Regions from separate parts of the Rattus norvegicus genome. Here region 1 is linked to region 2. The links are chromatin contacts, called in public Hi-C maps. All regions are on one chromosome and are shown on one strand. The core of a region is the stretch at or near the end of the contact, and the rest is flanking DNA. Distances in the headings are between cores, read along the strand shown.

Region 1 (3,290 bases), core at 463-2,962, 76 kb after region 2:
ATGAGATAACAACACCCTCTTCTGGCCTCTGAGGGCACTGCACTGATATCCCCACACATAGACACAAATAAAAATATAAATATTTAAAAGTGAAACTCAGATGGGTGAACATGTACAATGAGAGCAGAGTGGGCTAGGATACATGCTCAACACTGTCCCCGGGGGCATATGCAACAAGGTAGGTGAGGGCAGGGCCACTGGACAGTTGCATGGAGCAGTTATCAGCTGCTGATGTCAACAACGTTCCAGAGCTGTGTAGACTGCACAGACTTTTTCACAAAGAATCTGTGCGACAGAATGATGGGCAGTGGGCATGGTGCCAGAATCCTGTAGTCTCTGGTAACCTCTCAGGCCACTGGCTGCTCTGTCTGAGGCATAGATACTGCCTCTTTCCCACACCCTGACACCACAGGGAAGGGGACCTATGGTGCTCGGCGAGGATGGTGCCTCCCACAAAGTTCATGGCTATTGGGGCCTGACAGACAATGGTCACTTGGTTTTTGCCTCTGGTGCCTAGAGCGGTTGGGCTGCAGGAGGAACTCGGACAGTTTCTATGGAGTGAATATTCCTTGTCCTATCTCTATGCTGGGATCCTGCCCAGGAGAGCACATACTTTCTACCTGACTAAGCCAATGTCCCTCCCCACCCCCTGCCCTTCTTCCATGGGGGTTTTGCTAGTGGCCCTGATGGGTGGAAGGCTGACCAGGGATTTGAGGGCACAGCAAGCTCAGGTCCCAGTCTCATAAGAAGAGGGTCTTCATCTTTTCTGTTCAGGGTTGTGACCCCAGTGTCTGGGTCACCACAGCTACTCAATAAAATGTTGACTTGATGAGACAATGAATGTGACCAAGTGTGGTCTCACACTGAGTCCTTGCACTAGGGCCCACTCTCCTTTATTGTCACTCTCCCTGATTTTATCTGCTTCCCCCACAGCCATGAATGCTATAGGAACAGAACATGGGGTCTGCAGGGCAGTGAGCCTACAGCCTCCTGCAGAGGTGGTCCCCAGATCCTTGACAAGGTCTCCAAATCCTTTAGATGCCTGCTTCCTACTGTGTTCTTTCTCTTGGCATATTCAGGCATCTGCCATGTCAGGGGACCCCATGTCCTATCAACCAGTGAACTCTATAGAGATCTTAGACTAGGACCCCAGACTCAGATATGTACCCCACCCCCACTAGTATTTGGACACACCAGGTAGGCTGAACGGAGCCCAGGTATGGGGCATAACACTGTCCTGACCATAGCCCTAGACCACATGTGATCATGCCCTGGGGTATGTTCCTTGCAGAGAAATCCAGTTATGTTGGAAGGTAACTCATTCGTGCCCCCTGGCTGACTTGAACTTTCTCTGTTCGTAGGCTGCAGAAATCACTAGATGCCCTGGCCTAACCACAACCCCCTTCATTTAATTCCTGTCATCCTCAAAGCTGTCCATCACCATTTATCATTTGGGTTTCAGGCTCAATCAACATGGGTTCAGCAAGGTCCCCCTCCCACCTCTGCCCCTGCAGCCCCTCACCATCCCTCTCTGTAGTACCACTCACAGGTCCACTGTCCTTCTCAGAGAGTTGGGTTGAAGGGGGCTGGAAAACCATGACTGAATTCACTGATTGGCTCCAAAGCTTCCCCCAGTGTCCTCACTGAACACTAGATAGATGAACAAACACATGCATCCTGTCACCCAGGCTGGAGTTAGGCCTGGGGCCCTGCTCCCTTTCTCAAGTGTGGTGGCTCTTGGCTCTGCATTCCTGGACTCAGCCAGACTGGACATATTCCCTAAAGGCACTCTATCTGTGCAGAACAAGCCAGATTCCTGTCCTTACCTTAACCCACACAGCAGAACTATATACGGCAAGATATTTACAGCCCATCCAGGCCTACCAGAAACGTTTTGGAACATGGGGCTGCTCATAGGTGGCAAGGCTTTTGATGTACAAAGGTGTCCACTTCAGATACCCAGGGCCATGTTCTTGGTCTTATGCTTCTACTGTGAACCCACCTATCCCCTCTTTTCCCTCTTTTCCTCCTGGCTTCCTACCTCCCAGAGAAAAACCTTTGCAGCTACTGCAGAAGCAGGTCAGAGCTGAGGAGGGTCCTGGAAGCCATAGCAAAGCTGAGCTGTTTCAGCTGAGTCACTCCTGCTGGGCTACGTGGCCTCTTGGACTGCCCTGCCCTGCCCTGCTCTGCTCCACTTCATGTCCTGTAACCCAGGTACTATAGATATGTCCATGACAGAGGTGTGGGCAAGCAGAGGGCAACTCCTGAGAGTCACATGTTCTGTGGGGGACCTAGACTTTGTCCCTTCCTAGGGGCATTCTCTGGAGTTCAACTTCTTTGTGGAAGACGAGCAGGAAGGGGTAGCCTAGATGGAAGAGAGTAGGCAGGGCTTGGGGAATCCTGACTGGGACATCCTAAAGCAAGGGGTTATTCTGTGTTTTCTGCCCCCAGCCCCAGCCCCTGGGCAGAGGCTTAGAGATAAAGCAAAGATCATGGTAAGTGCTGCTCTAGGGTTAAACCACTCTATGCCTAGTCATAAGAAACAACTTGGAAGGGGACAAAGGGGAAGAGAGACTTGTTCTAAGGCTAAGGGAAACAATTGCAAAAGGGAACTTAGAGGCTCCGAGGTCTGTCAGGTCTCAGGAAAACTCTGAGTGTTATACACAAGTATACCAGCAGAGGGCAGTGTTTGGCTGCCTCAATATGATAGTGGCTGGTCCCACAGCAGTGAGACTTGGAGTAGGGTCGGGGCTGGGTTTCTCTTCAGGCCTGCAGTCAGCTTCTGCCATGCTCAGGTGACTTTGCTGGCTCCCCTAAGATAACATCAATGCCTTCTGCGACCTCCAGCTGCAGAGCCTCAGTAGGGCCTGTTATCCAGGCAAGGCATGGGCCATAGAGCGCGTAACAGGGAAGACAATAGGCCTTCAGGCTGTCCTTCAGCCTGGCCTACTTCTCTGGACTCATGGCCTCATGCTGGGTCCTCTACTCTGCCACAGGCCCACTAGCATCCTTCTGTCCCCAAAGCAGAGGACTTTATCGAGCCTCAGGGCTTTGTGTTTAACCTGTCTGATGCCCATAGGGAAGGGATGGGGTCCTTTCCCTGGCCCAAAGCTATCATCTCAAATGTCACCTTCTCATATAGGCCTGTTAAGCACCTTGGAGTTCCAGCTTTCAGTCCTCTGTGCCCCAAATACTTGGTGCCATCTCAAGGGACCCCACATAATAAAAGGGCTTGTGGTCCCTAGGTGGGTACTCAGAACCTCTGTCCTCACAACTCCTAAGACCTTCTA
Region 2 (3,297 bases), core at 659-3,158:
GAAAGTGCTCCTTCCAATCGATAGGACAACTAACCCATTAGAAAACAGCCAAGGCTATGAAAGCCGTTCAAGAAAAATATTCACTCCTGCTTGTAATTAAATGCACATTAAAGAAATGCAATCAAAACACAATTCAATTCACCTGCTTTTAAAAACAAATCTACCTATTTGGGGTGGAGGGGGACTGGATAAATGGCTCAGTGGTTAAGAACACTTGCTGTTCTTACAGAGGACCCAAGTTTGGTTTCCAACGCCCACATTTCTCCTTTGCTTGTCGTTATGTCTCAACAAGTCAACTACAGACGGTCCCCAAGCCATGATCTTTCAACTTATGTTTCCCTCACTTTACAATGGTGAGTGTCATGTACCCAGGGATATGAGTGTGAACACACTCCAGAGTAGAGTTCTGATCTTTCCCTGAGCTAGTAAGATACATCTTCCAAGATGTCAGGATGAGGCAGTAAAGAGGTGTCCCACGGGGGTGGGGGATGGGACACAACCGGTGCTGACCAGCTGGAGAGTCGGTCAGCAGATATATTGAATTAATTTTCCACCAAACATTTTCAGTTCATGATGGGTTTGTTGGATCTTAAATATCCCTGCCCCATCCCCCAAGGTCTGTGTGAAATAGCCTTGGCCTCTAGGGTGGCAGTATTGGGTGGTGGCTGAATCTCCTTGTATCTTCTTTCTCATGCCTTGGCTAGTCACTGCTTCTGCCTCCTGATCTTGCCATGATGGGCTGTGTCACGGTGCCAAGCAACCACAGACAGAGACCTCTACAACTTTAAGTCAAAACGAGATATTTGTTATGGTATGAGAAAGCTGACTTGTATGCTTATGTTAAGTATTTGTACCTTTGGAGGTAAGGGGGCTGGGGCACAGAATAGCCGCTGATCCCTGCATAGACTACTTCTGACAAGGATGAGCCAGGGACAGGGACAGGGACAAGCACAGCAATGCCCTGGGAAGGGCAGGGAGAGTTGGGAACAGGAAAGAGGGAGACTGGCTTTCCACTGAAACATTCTACTTACACGTGTGTGTATTTATGTATATATGTATGCATGTGTATATCTTGCTATATACCTGTATTACTGTTTCTTTCCCTCTGTGTAGCCATGGGTGTCCTCAAACTCAGAGATCTGCCTGCCTATACCTCCCAAGTGCCGGGATTAAAGGCATGCATCACAACACCTAGCCTGGATGTATTGCTGGGTTGTTTTTTTTTTTTTAAATCTGTTTGCAAATAATAAAATTCTGGGGCTGGAAAGACAACTCAGTGGTCAAGAGCACTTGTTGCTCTTGAAGAGGATCTGGGTTCAATTCACGGCACTCACATAGGGGCTCACAACCACCCTGACTCCAGTCCCAGAAGCTCCATGAGTGCGAGGCACACACATAGTACACATACATACATACATGCAGGCAAACACTGACACACATAAAATAAGTGTAAAAAATTACAAAGAAAATAGCAGTTTCTGATCCTAGACAGGATGTTGGGAGGTATGGTGTCTAAGGCCTGCTCTGGCACAGGCTTGGGGTGACTGCCTATGTGACCTCACTATGGAGGGTGTCCCTTCTGAACCCTACAGTTTCCTCTACCAAGTGAGCAAGAAGCATTAGACAAATGCCCGCCTCACACTGCCAGTCCAGAACCTTCTCAGCAGAAGAGCTAAGTGGGTGTTAATAGTCCCAGAGGAGATGGGGAGAGCAGAGCTAAGGGTCAAGGGACCCAAACGATTTCTGAGATCCCTCAGCTCCCTCAGGGCCAGTCCTATCTGCTTTTCCCATGTCCATATCCTGCCTGGAAATACTTATTTCGTGTTTCCTGTCTGGGGTTACCCTGGCAACAGCTCTGTCATCTGTCTGGGTTGGAGGTCAGTCCTGTGGCATGGAACAGATGACCACACTGTACATACCATGTGGGTCTGAGCTGTTTGGGGCAGAGCCTCATGTTGGGCAACCAAACCTACTCACCCAGAGAACAGAGTGGATCCTCCCCTGCCCTGCCCACTTTATGTACAGAGGAAGCTGGGAACGGATGGGGAAGACTGCAAGACACAGAATAGTGTGCTCACAACAGTGCAGATGCTAGCAGCACAGGAAGTCTGTGTAGCAGAAGCCATCCATCCTCCATCTCCCTCCCCTCCCTCTCACCTTTACATCATCAGCAAGCATGTCTGTGTGCCTTCTCCCTGTAGTTAAAACAAGACACTCTTCAACCAGACAGTCATGGCCTGCACTTTCCAGCCCTGGTCTACCCTTCTAGCTCCTCCTTGTATTCACGATTGTTCCTGATGAAGAGTAATTTTCCAAAAATGACTCCATCTGATCCCCCTCCTGCTCAGAACTCCTCTACAGCTTCCTATGATCTTGTGATAAAGAGGTTCCTCACCCAGTCCCATCTCCAGCAGCTTCTCAACAGTCAGACTCAACTTAATGGCTTTGAGCACATACTGCTGTGCCATGCCACCACGTTGTTTGTCTGTTGTAGTCTTCTGCTTCATTCCGTATGCAAAGAAGTCCCCAAACCAACAACAGAAACTACAATTCAAAAACTCTTAAGTCTAAAAAGGCAAATAACCTATAAACATACAACCACACATAAAGCTTCACTGATAAAGACCGAGATTTCACAGTGGTGAAGTACTGTTAGCTTCCAGCACATGAGCAAAACTTCCTAATGTTTGTTGGCTGTGTCCAAACCCATTCGATCCATCTCCAACGCATTTTCTGGGCTCCTACTGTCCAGTACTTCTAGCACAAGGGCTTAGCAGAATGTCTACAGATGATAGCTATTGATAACAGGAACTAAGCAGCCGCACTGAGTAGCTGAGCCCTTCACCTGATGAAGGGCTCTGGGGCTATTCATCCTGCACACAAAAGCTGGCCTTAGAGAGGGCAGCAAGGAAGTTAGAACAAGGGTGCAGGGCTGGGGGCTGCAAGCAGGAGTCAGGCTCAGGGGCTGCTCTGCTGGGGAGAGGAGGTGCTTCTGAGATAGGGGGAGAAGAAGCACCTGAATGGAGGGCAAGGTGGCAGACATGGCCATGTGCCTGCAGCACACAGGATTTGGTACCTACTATATGTCAGGTAGGCACTGTGCTGGGCTCTACCCACACTCTGTCTTCACAGTGCTCCTAGATGGTGCCCCCCAACACACACCCATAGAGGACAGTGGCAGGACAGGGGCTTTCCTAACTAGGTTCTTTTTATCACTCTTTGGCATCTCTGTTAGTCTGGGGCACACTGGATACCATGGCATCAGATGCTTCCCTTACCTAGCCTGAACCTATACCT

The links. A called contact is a pair of places that touch in the nucleus more often than the background predicts.
Region 1: a Hi-C map of the A7r5 cell line shows a contact between it and region 2, with 5 times the contacts expected there. The contact joins two enhancer-like sites. A contact is called at or near these places in 4 of 12 Hi-C or Micro-C datasets (the A7r5 cell line, the Rat2 cell line, Schwann cells and 1 more).

What each region holds. Positions count from the first base shown.
Region 1 is chr4:124,878,504-124,881,793 of GRCr8, forward strand. It overlaps a transcript of Iqsec1 not described here. Among named protein-coding and RNA genes, the nearest start is that of Iqsec1, 53 kb to the left of the region's middle. Within about 2 kb of position 1,713, at least 6 of the 93 cell types and tissues checked have an H3K27ac peak or open chromatin away from gene starts, as enhancers often do. A contact at or near this core is called in the A7r5 cell line, where this site is marked.
Region 2 is chr4:124,801,838-124,805,134 of GRCr8, forward strand. All of the region lies in intron 1 of Iqsec1 (IQ motif and Sec7 domain ArfGEF 1), which reads right to left. Among named protein-coding and RNA genes, the nearest start is that of Iqsec1, 24 kb to the right of the region's middle. Within about 2 kb of position 1,909, at least 7 of the 93 cell types and tissues checked have an H3K27ac peak or open chromatin away from gene starts, as enhancers often do. A contact at or near this core is called in the A7r5 cell line, where this site is marked.